3 separate regions of the Cricetulus griseus genome follow, and regions 2 and 3 are each linked to region 1. The links are chromatin contacts, called in public Hi-C and Micro-C maps. All regions are on one chromosome and are shown on one strand. Each heading gives the region's core, a stretch centred on a gene start, on an enhancer-like site or on the middle of the called end of the contact. The rest is flanking DNA. Distances are from core to core; before and after follow the strand shown. Region 1 overlaps Plb1 (phospholipase B1, membrane-associated). Region 2 overlaps Ppp1cb (serine/threonine-protein phosphatase PP1-beta catalytic subunit). Region 3 holds the start of Ppp1cb (serine/threonine-protein phosphatase PP1-beta catalytic subunit).

What was found. Hi-C and Micro-C count contacts between places; a contact is called where the count stands out from the background.
Region 2: a contact with region 1 is called in a Hi-C map of liver, with 2.1 times the contacts expected there. The contact joins two enhancer-like sites. A contact is called at or near these places in 2 of 8 Hi-C or Micro-C datasets (the CHK-Q cell line and liver).
Region 3: a contact with region 1 is called in a Micro-C map of the CHO-K1 cell line, with 5 times the contacts expected there. The contact joins the promoter of Ppp1cb here to the enhancer-like site in region 1. A contact is called at or near these places in 4 of 8 Hi-C or Micro-C datasets (the CHK-Q cell line, the CHO-K1 cell line and fibroblasts).

The regions. Positions count from the first base shown.
Region 1 is chr7:12,161,367-12,166,347 of CriGri-PICRH-1.0, forward strand. It overlaps Plb1 (phospholipase B1, membrane-associated), which reads right to left. Exons shown (of 51, transcript XM_027424423.2): 17 at 4,123-4,188; 18 at 3,762-3,862; 19 at 1,337-1,418; 20 at 968-1,072; 21 at 772-867; 22 at 553-624. Among named protein-coding and RNA genes, the nearest start is that of Plb1, 43 kb to the right of the region's middle. Within about 2 kb of position 2,730, at least 2 of the 6 cell types and tissues checked have open chromatin away from gene starts, as enhancers often do. A contact at or near this core is called in the CHO-K1 cell line and fibroblasts, where this site is marked.
Region 2 is chr7:11,985,927-11,990,907 of CriGri-PICRH-1.0, forward strand. Ppp1cb (serine/threonine-protein phosphatase PP1-beta catalytic subunit) reads right to left here. Exons shown (of 9, transcript XM_027424422.2): 4 at 1,995-2,225. It also overlaps the pseudogene LOC118239131. Among named protein-coding and RNA genes, the nearest start is that of Spdya, 19 kb to the left of the region's middle. Within about 2 kb of position 3,020, at least 2 of the 6 cell types and tissues checked have open chromatin away from gene starts, as enhancers often do.
Region 3 is chr7:12,007,663-12,012,643 of CriGri-PICRH-1.0, forward strand. It overlaps Ppp1cb (serine/threonine-protein phosphatase PP1-beta catalytic subunit), which reads right to left and starts at 2,999. Exons shown (of 9, transcript XM_027424422.2): 1 at 2,857-2,999; 2 at 2,565-2,701. The coding sequence starts at 2,616.

The sequences.
Region 1 (4,981 bases), core at 1,480-3,979:
CCAGGCCACAATTAGCACTTAGACCCTTCCAGAAAGGCTGACCGCCATGTGCTGCCATCCAAGATGCAGCAGGGCCTTCTGCACAACCCGAACCCAGCCCCAAGACTCAGACTGAACTCCTAAGTAGCTCCCAGGAATGCCTATGTACTCGTTCCCACACTCAGACTATCAGCTGCCGGTGTTGGGTCTCCTTTCTCCACCCTGCCCCTTCCCAACAGTGTGCCTTGCCACCCGACACTCACTTTGCTCAGAGTCTTTCCTGGGTAAGCAAGATCTCTCCATTTGTAACTCCCTTCCCATGCAAGCCCTGGCCCAGTAGCTCCCAATGAGAAGCCAGAGACCCTTTTGGGGGACCCAGAGGAATTCACAGGGCCAAGGGACAAACTCCAAGAATCTGACAATTTGTGAGTGGAACCTGGGGTCCTATCCTGCTTTTTCTCACTGGCTAAGATCTGCTGTTCTAGCTCCAGCTTCCATTTTAACTCCCTACCCTTCACTACTCTCCTGTCTATATAGTCAGAGGGTATTTATTGCCCAGACAGCCCACTATACCTGGTTCGGACACAGGATAGGGATCTTGTTTTCAAAATCATATTGTCTTGTCTTGTGGCCAACAGGTTCCAGCTAAACAGAGAAGCAAGGAGATGGGGAATGTGGACCAGGTGGACCAGGTAGACTGGTGAAGATGTGGGGTGGGGGTGGAGGGCAGGATGAGGGGAGAGGCAGGCAACTGGACTGGGAGGGAGGGTTCTTACACCACACAGTTCTTACCATGTTCCTCCAGAGGGCAACAGCTGAGCGGGCATGAGTCTTGCCACTGAAGTGGAAACAGTCAGGGGCAAAGAAGGAGTTGTCAGGCAGGCCCTCCTAGTCATCAAGCAGAAAGGGAGGATCAGTTACAGATGGCAAAAATGCAGCTGTGTACCCTCTGGGGGCTCGCCTCATCCTCAACGCATCATTTCTTTACCGGGGTCCGCGGCACGGCCACATTTTCAAAGAATGGCTGGAGAACCACAGTGAAATCATCCCTAGTGTCATATCGCCGGCTGTTGATCAGCTCTTCAGTTCTTTTCTGCAGGAGGAGATAAGACACAGGGGTTGGAACAGCTGGAGAAACACAATGAAACCAGGCTCATGTCTTACCATCTACTTTCAACCAACACTTGAATTCCTTCCTAAGGGAGGAGGAGATGGGGCCATGGGGCCTGGTGAAGTGTGTTCTGTGACTTCATTCTGTAGCTTCAAAGAAGCCGCAGTGTGGCCGCTAGCATCCTTGAATGTGCTTCCATTGGCACAGTCCTCCTAGTCACCACTCACTCAGTCAACACAGGCTTACCTGATACTCCCTGTTCCTTTCAACCAGGGCGGCAAATTCTGCCGAGTCATCCTCAAACTTCAGGACACAAGGACACAGGTTCCTGCCAACAAAACCAAAGAGATGCCCCCAGCCCAAGGTCATCATCCCAAATGAGTGATGCAAAGCTTTGGCCTGAGCCTCGATTTAATTTTTAAGTTGGAGGCATCAGGAACCTAAGCCTGGGTCAAGGGAAGCCACAGAAAACATCCACAAACTTGCTCTTGGAAACAAGACCTTCCTCCTGATGTCTGGAGGAGTGATTTTATGGAGCTGAGTCATCCGATGGTTGTGTGAAGATGTGCAGACACACACCCCCTCCTAAACAGAAATACTGACAACAATAGCAATAATTGCTAGTACACATCACATATGAACGACGCCAAGCACTATGTATTAATATTTTTAAACCTCTCAGCCATTCCAGAAATTATTATTGACCTTATTTTACAGGTGAAAAATCTGAAGCTGGCACAGCCTGTCATCCTAGCTATTTCATTGGCTAAGAAAGATGATCACAAGTTTGGAGCCAGCCTGGGCAGCTTAACAAGATACTATTCTCAACAGAAAAATGACAAGGGGGATGTGGCACAGGGGGGAGGGCGTCTGTCTAGCATGCATAAAACTTTGGATTCTGTCCCAAACACCCCAAAACTGGGTGTGGTGGTCCCTGCCTGTAATCCTAGCACTCTGGGAGGTAGAGACAGGAGAATCACAAGTTTAAGGCCTTTCTCAGCTATAGAGAAAATTTGAACCCAGCCTGGGATATGCAAGATATGCAAGATATGCTGCCCAAAAATAAGTAAGTAAGTAAATAAATAAATATAATAAAAGTAGAAAGGGCTAGGGATATAGTTCAGTGGTAGCAGACTTCCCTAGTACAACCATGGCCCTGCATTTACAAAGTGGGTGGGGGAGAGGAGATGACCAAGGCTCAGTGCTTAAATAACGTTCTCAAGGTCACACAGCCATAGATGTGATTGCAGTGGGGACTTTGAACTCAGTCTCTGAATTAAACTGTTTCTGCCAGTCTGCAGTTCCATCTGGTAAATCTGGACTTTTGGCCTCGGGGATACCACAGAGGAAGCCTGGCCACTGAGAACAGCAGAGAGGTGGAGAGCATGGTAACATGACAAGGACGCCCTTGATTTCGTCAACATTGACACTCTCATCTTCAAATGGACTTGGCAAATGCCTATTGTGAACTTTGAGTTTTAGTGGGGTACAAGTCTTTGCAATGACCAGTAGCACACGGTGGGTGGCGAGGCGGGGTTGCTTCTTGGGAATCTGCTCTGAAGTGGAAAGAATATACATACTGAATCCCCTGCATGTCCCAGTGACTGGAGAAAGTGGGAGCTAGCCCATGAGTCAGCAGTTGAAAATAGTGTGCCTGACACTAGCTGTGTTAATAGACACTCGTCACTGGCAGGCAGCCTGTTCTGCTCCGAGGTCCCCTGAAGCCTTCTCTAGGGAACCTGTGCTGTCTGCCCATACTCCCCGAGGGAGGCAAGGGTTGGCAGAGTTCTCCAGGGATCAGTGTACCCCCTTAATTTCCAAGAACAAGGCTGGCCCTTGTGAATTATTCATTCAGTAATTCAGCAAACAGCCCCTGAGCCCCTCTTCTGTACTGCAGTGACTCAGTGCTCACAGGCTGTGGGGGATAATCACCACATGGTGGTGACTAATGACCACGTGGTATGCTTAGGAACGTGGTGGGGCCTTGCACAGAGCTAGAGGGCAGGGGAGAAAGGTTTGCACAGCCCCTGTAACCTGGGCAAATGGTGCAGGGGAGGCCTTTCAGGGCAGAATTTGTGGGAAATAGTCATGCTTCGGTTAGAAGAGCAGCTTCCTTCTTAAGGTCACACACACTTATAATGGTGCTAGAGGAAGGCCATCTTTGGTTGGTTCTGGAGGCTGAGGCCAGCCTCTCAAGAGCATCCTTCTGAGGAGAAGACTGTCCTCTGGACCCCGCTGACTCTGATCTCTCTCTTTTTTCTTCTAAGGAGTGACAGTAGCCCTGTGTTTGTCCACCTGGAGTGCACACATGCTGGTCAGAGACACTGTTCTGGGGAAAGGCCTCTGGGAGGTGGTCACTCTGCTCTGGATGTGCTGGAAATGGGTCTTAGCAGTGGTCTGAGTGCTCCCCAAGTCTTACCTATGACCTGACCCCATTCCTAACATCCTCTAAGTCCTGTGGCTGCCTTGGCAATGGAAACAGGAAGATATGCCATATGTGCTCCCTCAGGGAGATTGCTGAAGCCTATACTGATTTTCTTTTTTTTTAATCCTGAGATGTTCCCTGTCAGATGATAATGTGGGGTGACCCTGACAATCCCCACACTCTGCCCTGGGGATTCTGCTAAAGCCCACAACCCTTCCAGAAACACAGGAGAAGTTTCCAGCAGACCTGAGGATCAACCGTGGACAGTTGACTTGAGTTTCTTTGTACAATTCCCTCAGGCCGATGATCTCAATCACTTCCACCATGTTCACAAAGGCCCGGGGAACCTGCAGAAACACAGAATCGGTCACCAAGACGACATGGTGACATAGCATCAGCTTCTCACATGGGGGCTGGAGCTCAGATCATGTGACTTCTTCCTGGCCCCACCCACTTCCTTTCTCTCATCTTGGCTCTCCAAGGATGCCATTGCAGGCAGACGATGGCCAAGGTGGTCTCAGAATGAAGCCAGAGCTGTGTCTAGGCCTGAGGCCACATAAGAGGGCTGTGATGCAGCTACTCAGCCCGTGTGGTCTAAGCTCCGTACCTCTGCATGGAGGATGTCCAGGGCCTTCCTGATGTTGTCTGTGAAGTTCTGGGGAGAATAGTGAACCTGCAGGCAGAGGAAGAGGCTCCTGAGGTCCTTGAGTCACCCATCTCCTCCCTATTAAGCAGCATTGTTTCCCACTGTGGCTTCTCCTCTTTCTGTATTTCAGAGTTGGCAATATTGAAACATATGATTTGTCTTTGGGGGCCTTAGCTACAATGCCTGAACGCATTATGGCTGTCAGGAAAGGGTCCTTTCTTTTGCCTAGAGCCAGAGAAAACTTGAATGGACTTTGTATTGACTAGGTGTAGGGCCTTGGCTATGCCGTATCACTTCTCTCTAAACGTTGGGGTGTTGGAGCAGATGATGACCTCAAGTGCTGCAGTGTAAACAGTCTCTGGTTCTATCATCTGCCCTCTTCTTGTGTGGTCACAGAGTCTGGCCTGAGCCTCATGTGCCTAGCATCGATCGCATCTAAGCAAATGCTTCAAGGATGTAATGAGGGAAAAGGAGGGGTTTGTGGAGACCCAAAACATAAATACACTTTGATTTTTATATCAGTGGTTTTAGAATTCTGTGTGTGTGTGTGTGTGTGTGTGTGTGTGTGTGTGTGTGTGTGTGTGTGTGAGAGAGAGAGAGAGAGAGAGAGAGAGAGAGATATGTATGTGCACATGTAGGCCAGAGGCTGGCAGCAGGTACCTATCTTAGTGGCTCTCCATGCCTCATCTTTTGGGACAGGGTCTTCCACTGAATTTGAGCTTTACTGTTCAGCTAGACTGGTTGGCTAGCAAGCTCCAGAGACAGGAATACCTCTGTCTCTCCTGAGCACTGGGGTTACAGGTGCACCCTGACAGGAGCA
Region 2 (4,981 bases), core at 1,770-4,269, 180 kb before region 1:
AGGCTATAATTTTCCCATAGCCCAGCGACAACAAAGACAGCTTCAACTAAGTGTTACCCGATTTTCTTGATTTGGCATTAGTGCAACTACCAAGCCAGAGAAGGGATGAAAGTCACAGCTATTAATTTCCTGTTTTTATATCCAAGCCTACTTTTTAATGAACAAGTGTAACTTATAGTTTACAAGCTGTTTTCCCACACACTTTTCCATCTGGTGTCATTTCTACCCTAAAGGACATTTATATCTCACTTTATTTTCTAAGAACATGCCAATATACCACAGTTTCTGTTGTAGCTTAGAAAGATGGGTAGAATTTGATTTCCTTCCTTCCTTCCTTCCTTCCTTCCTTCCTTCCTTCCTTCCTTCCTTTCTTTTCTCTGCATGTACTATATACTATGTGTGGAATTACAGATAGTTATGGGTTCTGGGAACTGAACCTGGGTATAGTTCAGTTTGGAAAGAGCAACAAGTGCTATTAACCACTAAACTATCTCTCCAGCCTCTCTGTAGTTTTTTTTTTTTTTTTTTTTTTAAGAATGTATTTATTTGTATTTTATGTACAATGGTGTTTTGTCCACATGCATGTCTAAGTGAGGGTGCTTGATCCCCTGGAACAGGAGTTACAAACAGTTGTGAGTTGCCATGTGGGTGCTGGGAATTGAACCGGGTCTTCTGGAAGAACAGCCAGTGCTCTGAACCACTGAGTCATCTCTTCAGCTCCCGTGCATTTCAGCTTACTTGTACAAGTCTAGCTTCATTCAGATCACAAAAATATAAAAATCAAATTTGGAATCATCACAATTATAAATTCCATGTTTTTGTTTATTGAAGAGTAACTTATGGGCCGGGTGTTGGTGGCACACGCCTTTAATCTCAGCACTTGGGAGGTAGAGGCAGGTGGATCTCTGTGAGTTCGAGGCCAGCCTGGTCTACAGAGCTAGTTCCAGGACAGCCGCCAAAACAATAGAGAAACCTGTTTCAAAACACAACACACACACACAAGAGTAACTTGCCCTGAGTATCACCACATTTCAGTGTCAGAAGTGACTGGCATATATAACACATTTATAGAGATTTGTTATATTACAGGAATCAAGGAGCTATGAATTTGATGATGACTCTACCATATTTAAGAAAGGAAAAAAAAAAAAGTAGATTCAAATGGATAATTTAGCAGTCAAAAATATACTTAATTAGAAAACTATAAATGACCAAATGCTTTTACTCCCATATTCAATATAATTAAACTGAAAAATCAAAGCTAAATGTAGGCTAACAACACTGGAAAGACCACTACACACAGCAGGTCAGATTTCCTACTGATTAAAAAACAAGAGCACAATAACAACGATAACCCTAGCTCTCTAGGTCTATAAACAAATTAAAATTTGACTTTTATTTATTTTTATTTATGTTATATATGTGTGCTTGCTTGCTTCTGTGTATGACTACATGTATGAAGTGACTGCCAAGACCACAGAGAGAATGAGATTCCCTAAAACCGGAGTTAAAGGCTGTGTTTGTAAGTCTCCTGATGGGGGTTCTGGGAAACCAACCGGAGTCCTCCGGAAGGTCATCCAGGGCTCCTAACTGCTAAGACCTTGAGGTACAAAGAACCAACTGCAAGCCATCCTCTGACCTCCAAATGCATGTCATGATACCATGCATGAAGTGTGCCTGTGCACATTCTTGTACATACACATGAATTAATGCCACTGTCTATAGTGACCTGTGCTTGTTTCACTCAGGTATCTTACTGGGTAAACTAATTAAAAGGACCTCCTTCAGCCAACTAAGCTGCAGCCAATCTGAAACATGACCAAGGAGATGCCAAGAAAACAATTGAAGGTATTTCCTAGCTTTACATTTTTCTTTCTAGGCCTCTATCTAAGACCAAATTAAAACATCACAGCTCCCCTGAATTGAAGAAATTCATTTGAACTGTAAAAGTATGTGGAATCTTAGCACTCTCCTAAGTTTTAAATCCCACTTACACTCATCGTAGAATCCATAAATTCGATTGATGCTGGCACACTCATGGTTTCCTCTTAGGAGAAAGAAGTTTTCTGGGTATTTGATCTTATAAGCCAACAGCAAACAAATGGTTTCCAAAGACTGCTTTCCTCTGTCCACATAATCGCCTAAGAAAAGATAGTTGGCTTCTGGTGGAAAACCTCCATATTCAAATAATCTCAGTAAATCTGTATACTGTCCATGAATATCTCCTAAAAAAAAAAAAAAGTCAGGTAAGACAAATGGATTAGTTTTATGAAGCTTCTATGACAGTTAGGAACTTTGTATACTTCCTTCCCCTTAAAGCATAGGTCACTATCTAGACTTATTGCTAACAAACAGTAAGGCCAGTCACTTCTAAGTCTCATTTACAAATCACTGTGACTTTTGTCATGCTTGCAACCTCACACCTTCTCTCCCATGCTTGCTGATAAAGCTGCTGTCTTACAAAGAATGGAGGAGACTTTGGCCAGCAGCTCATTTGGTTGGAATAAAGGCCTGAAGTCCAGTAGCCTACACAGAACTGAACATTTTCACAGCTCAGCCTGTAGATGTCTAAGACCCAGACCACTTGCTGAGTGGAGTGTCATGAGAGACTCAGAATCTGAAGAGCTAGCAAAGTTGAGTCTGAATTCCTACCCTATAGAAACTGAGATGAAAAACTAATATTGTCATACATCACAAAAATTTCAGGCAACTTCTTATAAAATAGTAACTGACACAGTTACTCTCATTAGCTAGTAGCTAACTTAAATCATATTGTTATACCAAATATCAAGAACTAAAATACAAAGAACTTCTATTACCTTCAAGCTATTGCTAATATTAAATAACATTCGAAGGGGTAATTGTATGAAATATAGACAATCACTGACTTAAAATGTTTTAACTTAGAAGGTTCTGATTTCATGGTGGTGCAAAAGCACTGTGTAGTCAGTAGACTGTAGTTTGAACTCTGAGCTTTTTCCAAGCTAGTGAAACGTGGCACAACACTCGGGAGATGCTAGGTGGCAGCAGCAAGCTGTAACTATCCAGCAGCCACACTGATCATGACAATAAAGGACTGATGATTTACAGTGTAATGTATCAAACCACAGTGTTCGGCATCAGTGCTTCAAACATATTTTGGCCTTATATTATTATCAACTTAATGTTTACTGGGCTATAACCCCACCATAAATCCAGGAGAATCTGTAATTTTTAGAACATCTACAAATAACTAAATAACTTAAAATTTATAAATTTTAAGAGAATGAACATTTCCAGAAAAGTTTTAAACAACTGCTTTTGATGTAAAGATGGACACTGTACAAAGCACCACACACAGATTTAATAAAACCGCACAGAGAAAAAGAATACAAAGTACTTAAGTACACTGAATCTGTAGGGCCCAGAACCTAACCATAATGATTCTGCAATAGGCCCTGAATCAAGGTCCTCCAAGTTGGGACAAGTGAGCCAACACTGGGGTGACTCAAGGCCTGGATGCCAGGGAACCCTTCCACAAGCAGTTCCAGTCCAAGGAGAACACGGTCGCCCACTACTCCCAACTCAACCATACATAATGACCACCGCTCTGCAGTCCCTGGTGACTTTCCCCAAACCCAGGGACCAATTAGGAGCCATTGCCCAGAGCTGCTTCTTTGGCACTATGCTGGGAGTCTTAACCCTGAGGCCTTCAGGCTGCTGAGGCTAGGAGATACCCCAACCCCTACTTAATCCTGCAACTCAAGCTTGGGACATCACAGATCTCTGAGTGCTAATGGCACTCACTCAGTGTCTGCCCACCCTTGTTCCCAACAAAAAGGACCAGCAACCCCTAAAAAGGGATGAGGTCCTCCTCTAAACCAGGTGCCCGAGCGCCAGCTCCTTCTTCTAACAGGCTGATAATGAACTCAGTGGAACCCTGAGATAGAAGTGGCAGCCTGGGAAAAGGAAAGTATTGCCCCATTAGTGAGTATCTGAGTAGTTTAAAAAAGCACACTGAACACTTTCAAGTTACATGGCTTCAAGGTAGATTACTCAGAAACAAGCAGAATGGGAAAAAAAAATCTGGAGTAAGAAAAAGTTGGTTTAAAATTGAAAATTAAAAAACTTTTTAAAAGAAACAAGCATAATGAAGGGCATTTTTGCATATGGCAAACTACTGAAGCTGTCTTAAGTATATAAAAGTGTTTTTAAAAACACATAACCAGGGCTGGAGAGATGGCTTAGCGGTTAAGAGCACTGACTCTTCTTCCAGAGGTCCTGAGTTCAATTCCCAGAAACCACATGGTGGCTCACAACCACCTTGAATGAGATCTGGTGCCCTCTGCTGGCATGCAGGCAGAAGACTGTATATATAATAAATAAATAAAATCTTAAAAAAACAACAACAACAACAAAAAGAAAACCACAACCATTACAAAGAATACCTGCATTATCAAATGAAAAGCCAGCATGCTGTATTTATACCACTTCCTGTTTTGTGTGAAATCCAGAAAAATGCTACTTTCTATGCAATAATTTTCCTTGTTATAACTAGATTATTCAATCTTAAAGTCCTAAATTTTTGTCTTGGGCTAAAACCAATATAAGACTTAAAAGAATATATAACAGGCCTTTAATCCCAGCACCGGGAGATAGAGGCAGGCAGATTTCTGAGAGTTTGAGGCCAGCCTGGTCTACAAAGCTACGAAGAGAAACCCTGTCTTAAAAAAAAACAAACAAAACCACATACAGATTATAAACTAGTATCTCAAGAATTAATACAAGCTACAAGGCCACGGACACTGCCATACTGGCACTCAAGATTCTATAACTCTTTTACTCAGCAGAGATTTTGAATGCCCATTTCCCCACATCCTAAAAGCACTAAGTTTCCATATCTGTCATTTTTGTTTGTAATCTGATGAGTTATGGATGTGTTTCACTGATTTTAGCTATTTTCTAAGATCTGCCCATTTTTCTTAACATACTATAGACAGCA
Region 3 (4,981 bases), core at 1,749-4,248, 150 kb before region 1:
TATGCCTAGCTGGCAATCAGATATAGTTTCTATATGTTTTTTAAAGGAATATACTGTGACATAGAGTAAACACTTTAAAATGGGTCTAGATCCTGGTTAATTTTTTTTCCCTTAATACAAAAAGTTTTACAAAACAACAGTTTTGTTTTGTTTTGACTTAGTGGCCTAGAATTTGCTATGTAGACCGGGCTGGTCTCAAACTCAGAAAGATCTGCCTGCTTTTGCCTACTGAGTGCTGGGATTCAAGACATATGCCAGCCATGTCTTGGGCAAAAGCCCAGACAAAAGCAAACTTTACTTGACAGATTACACTGCATATTCTTAGGTACAACAGGATGTTTTTAAGTGTATATACACTGGAATGGTTGGTTGAATATATTGAATTCATAAATATATCTCACAGAACACATGTTCTCTTCATATTTTTCAATATGACCACTAACCTTGCTATGATACAAGTCTTTTGAAATTTATTCTACCTATAATTATGTATCTTCTACTGGTCCAATTTTAATGTTTGCTTTCATTTAGGACACACAAAAATATATATAACCACATTTACTCTGCTAGGCAACTTTGCACAGGAGCAACTTGATGAGTTAAATTAGCACATAACACCTCTGAAAACCAAAATAGACAAAAAAAAAATTAAGACTAAAATTACTCACTAGAAAATCCAAGTTTTTGACAGTTATTTGAACAGGTCTAGATTTGGGGAGGAAGGGAGGGACGGGTAATATTTCAGAGTAACAGGGAGATGTCAAGGTAAACAAACTTCAATTGCATACAGGAACAAAAATGTAAAACAACAACAAAAACCACCAGACAAACCACTAGTAAATCGTATGTTCAACAACGGAAGAGCAAGAAGGCTAGAAAATGCTTAAGTCACTTGTTTATACTGAGTGCCTTGAGTGGAGATTGTGTCTTATCTTTGGATTCCTGGTGCCTGGCACGGAGGAGTCAATAGACACTTGCTATATTAGAAGAATAGAACAATGTATCTTGACAAGAAATTCTTACCCAAAAAGGAGGGGGCTGGGAGTGGGGGTGACTGAAGCTAGAACCAAGTATTAGGCTGCTCTCCCCCTTTTCTCTACTAAAGTTTAAGTATCTGTAATCATATAAAGGTACATTTAATTGAAAGGGTTCTAGATCAGTTTAAAATACATGACTCTGCTATAATGTATTTATAAAAAATTAAATATGAATAAACTAAGATACAATCAAATTTAAAACTTAATTTAAGTATATGAAAACAGCGGTAGGCTTAAATTCACCTTCTCCTATAAGCACAATTCTTTTTCTAAACAAGTTTCTCACAGACACATAAAGATGTTCCCACCAGTTAAAGACCACAAAGTCCCGAGTAGTGAACACAGCAAGCACCAGGGGGCCTCCCAGGAATAACATGATACTAAAGGAAAAGGTAAATAAGAATTCCCGGTACAAAAAAAAAAAAAAAAAAAAAAAACTTCCTTCTCAGCCTTCAGGAAGGCTTTAATATCTGGAGCAAATATACAGAGATCTTTGCAAGGGATAGATACGGTGTACTTCAGTTGAAAAAAAGTCACCCCTCTCCATACAATCCTCTTTGGTAAATTTCCAAACATAAGTACAAACTGCTTCGCTGTAGTAAACAAAAGCAGCATACACGCATTCATTAGGTGTCCAATAAAGAGGGCTCTTAATCATCCAAAAAGACAATTCTTTTTTACACATTCCCCAAACAATTAGTAGCGAAGCGAATTTTTGAGTAAAAGGATTATTTTGACCAAGACCCGCTTTAACTTTGAACAGTGTCCCGCAACGGATCAATACATTTAATTACCGGTCTCTCCATCTAGTCTTCTCTTTCCTCCTTATGTTCCCACCAACACCAAACTAACTATAAAAAGCATGAGAACCCGGAACTTAAGTGCTGCGAAGACTAAGCCCGAGAGAGGCTGTTACAACAGGCATTTACTAAGTTTGTGCAGAATTTAAACTCGGCTCAAACATGTTATGATTTTAAGCCCCCCACATCAATCCCTTCAGCCCCAGGTATCCAGACGTTTCGTATTTCTAACGGACATCTCCAACCCGATCCAAGATTTTTCACTATTTTTGTACGCCAGATAATAAATAGTGAACTATGCATCCTGTCCTCTCCTTAAGCCCTTCTAGAGCATCCAGTAAAAAAATGCAAACGACCCGAGAGCCTCACTTGGGAAGGGCTTCTCTCTCTCTCTCTTTTTTTTTTTTTTTCCGTAAAATTCACTACCGGAACGACAATCGGAGGCAGCCAAGGGCAGCGCACAAAGAGCGGAGAAGAAACACACATTCCACGGACACACAACACGCAGCGGCAGGCATCGCCGCCGCTTCTTTGGAAGGGCTAGCGGAGGGAGGCAGCACAGAGGCCTCCGGGAAGGCTGTACCCGCCGACGAGCCCCGGGCCGCGGCGCCGCCTCTCCGCTGGCTCGCCCGTCACCCCGCGCTCCGCTCCGGGCCTCCTGGGGCCCCCAGCCCGGGCTGGGCTCGAGCGGGAGGGGCCCGCGGCCCGGCGCCGCACTCGCACTCACCCTCCAGCAGGCGGGTGATGAGGCTGTCCACGTTCAGCTCCCCGTCCGCCATCTTGTCGGCACCAGACTCTCCTCCCCGCAGCGGGAACAAGGGCTTCGCGGCGGCGGCGGCGGCGGCGGCGGCTCGGCGCTCTCACCTACGAGTCACGCGGCGTCTCGACCCCGGCCGGCTCCAACTCCCCCCGGGCGCGGGCCCTCCCCCCACCCCTCCCCGCCGAGCAGCGAGAGCGCGCGCACACGCCGGGAGAAGCCCACTAGAAATAATTAAATAAACAAGCCGGGCCCCACGAACCGAGCGCATCAGACCCCAGCAGCCGCCACCGCCTCCGCCTCCGCCTCCGCCTCCTCCTCCGGCGGCTCCTCCTGCTCGGCACCGCCCAGCTCCGCAATGCTCGCCAGCGCCGCGGGCAGCCCCGCCCTCAGCGTCACTCCCTTCCCTCCGCCCTGGCCCGCCGCCCCGCCGAGCCGCCAGAGCCGTGCGCACGCGCGCCACGTCCCCCTCCCGCGGCCCCGTCCCCGCCCTCGCCTCCGCCGCAGCCAACGCGCAGGTGCGGCTCCCTCCCGCCCCAGGTCCGCTGGCCGAGCCGTCACGACTGCTCAGGCGCAGGGAGGAGCCAGCCTTGCTGCGCAGAGCGAACGCGGAGCCCGCGTAGGCACGAATGACCTTCCTCTTCTCTGCAGAGTTAGCGATTGCGTCCCTCCCGCCTTGCTTTTCTTTTCTTGGCTTCATTCACTGCCCTTGCAAACAATTCCTCATGTTTCCGCTAATCTGGAACCGTGTGTGCGCTGCGGTTGCCCATCTTGGAAACCCAGGTTTGTTGGAAGCAGAACGAGACGACTCTGCTAAAAAATACTGATATAGCAAATAAAGTGTTCTTTATCGTTTTACCAGTGTGGCTGATTCTCCAGGTGGCCCTGGGTGAAACAAGCATCAAAGTGGGCCCCATTCAGCAGTAATAAGATAATACACGCTCTGGTTTCTGCCTCTGTAGCCCTTTTATCGTATCTTGTATCTATCTCCAAACACTCTAGATAGCACTTTTCCATAAGTGCTTTTTGTATATTGCTCTATTATATGCCTTAATCTTCTTATCTTGTGATAGTTGAACTTTTTTTTTTTCTGCTGTACTTGGTTCCTAGAGGATAAAATCACATTTGTAGGCATGAGATGCCTGTAATCCCTACACTTGGGAGATTCCGAAACTCAAGGTCATCATCAACTATGTAACAGGACGGGGCAGCTTATACTACAGTAGTTCCTGTCTCAAGAAACCAACCAACCACAACTCATTTATCTTCATGTCTGCATCACCCACCAAGTATCTTGTTTATACAATACAGGGAGAAATAGAAACTCGGGGAAATGGAAAGATTCGTTGCTTGCCTTTCCTTCCAACACCTAAAATTGCCACCAAAGGACAGTAGGGAAGAGTAGCCAAGGAAAAGATTTAGGTAAGGATTTGAGGAAGTCAAGTCAAAACTTTTACCTATTCCCAAACCGGTGCTTCTTCCTCACCCCACCCTCACCCCACCCCCAACTCAGACTTCATGATGCTGGCAGCGCAAGGCTGCCTGTACTTTCCTTGCTCACTTACTAATAGCTTACACTGAGATTGTATGTCCTGGCGCTAATCTAGATGTCATGCAACATCATCTCATTTCATTCTTACAGCAAGCCCTAGGCGGCAGGTACCATTATTACCTCTACTTGTGGGTAAGACTGAGACACTAAATGAGTTAGTTGCCTCACTCCAAACAAACATCAGAACTGGGATTCAAACCCAGGAATCTAGCGATAGATACTAAGTTGCAGTATTCTTTCTCAAATGTGGATATGCTTGACACAAACTTGGAGAGTAGAAACTAAGGTGTGTGTGTGTGTGTGTGTGTGTGTGTGTGTGTGTGTGTGTGTGTGTGTGTGTGTGTGTGGTTTTGGAAAAACATTATCTAATCAAGTGCTTTACATTGTCAAGATGAATGCTAGAATTTCCTAAATTCCTCCTTAGTTATTTCTGTATTTTAGAATTTAGCCTGGAAATATACAGGCTAGTGTAGATTATATAAAGTCTGAAGTAATCTGTAAAAACTAGCAGTTTGCTTTGGGGATTTTTAGAGGTAGAGAGATGGCTCATTTTCACTGTATTTTATTCAAGTCCACTTTATTTATACCCAACTTTATTCCAGAAGAAGGGATTTAAAGTAACTTAAATAAATGCTTGCCATTGGGGTAAATTAAAAACAAATACAGGGGCTGGTGAGATGGTTCAGAGGTTAAGAGCACTGGCTGCTTTTGCAAAGGACTTGGGGTCAGTTCTTAGCTCCTACATAGTGACTCACAACCACTTGTAACTTCAGTTCTAAATGAAAAAAAAAATTAAAAAGGAAACAACATGACTGCTTCAGGTGTGATGAAGAAG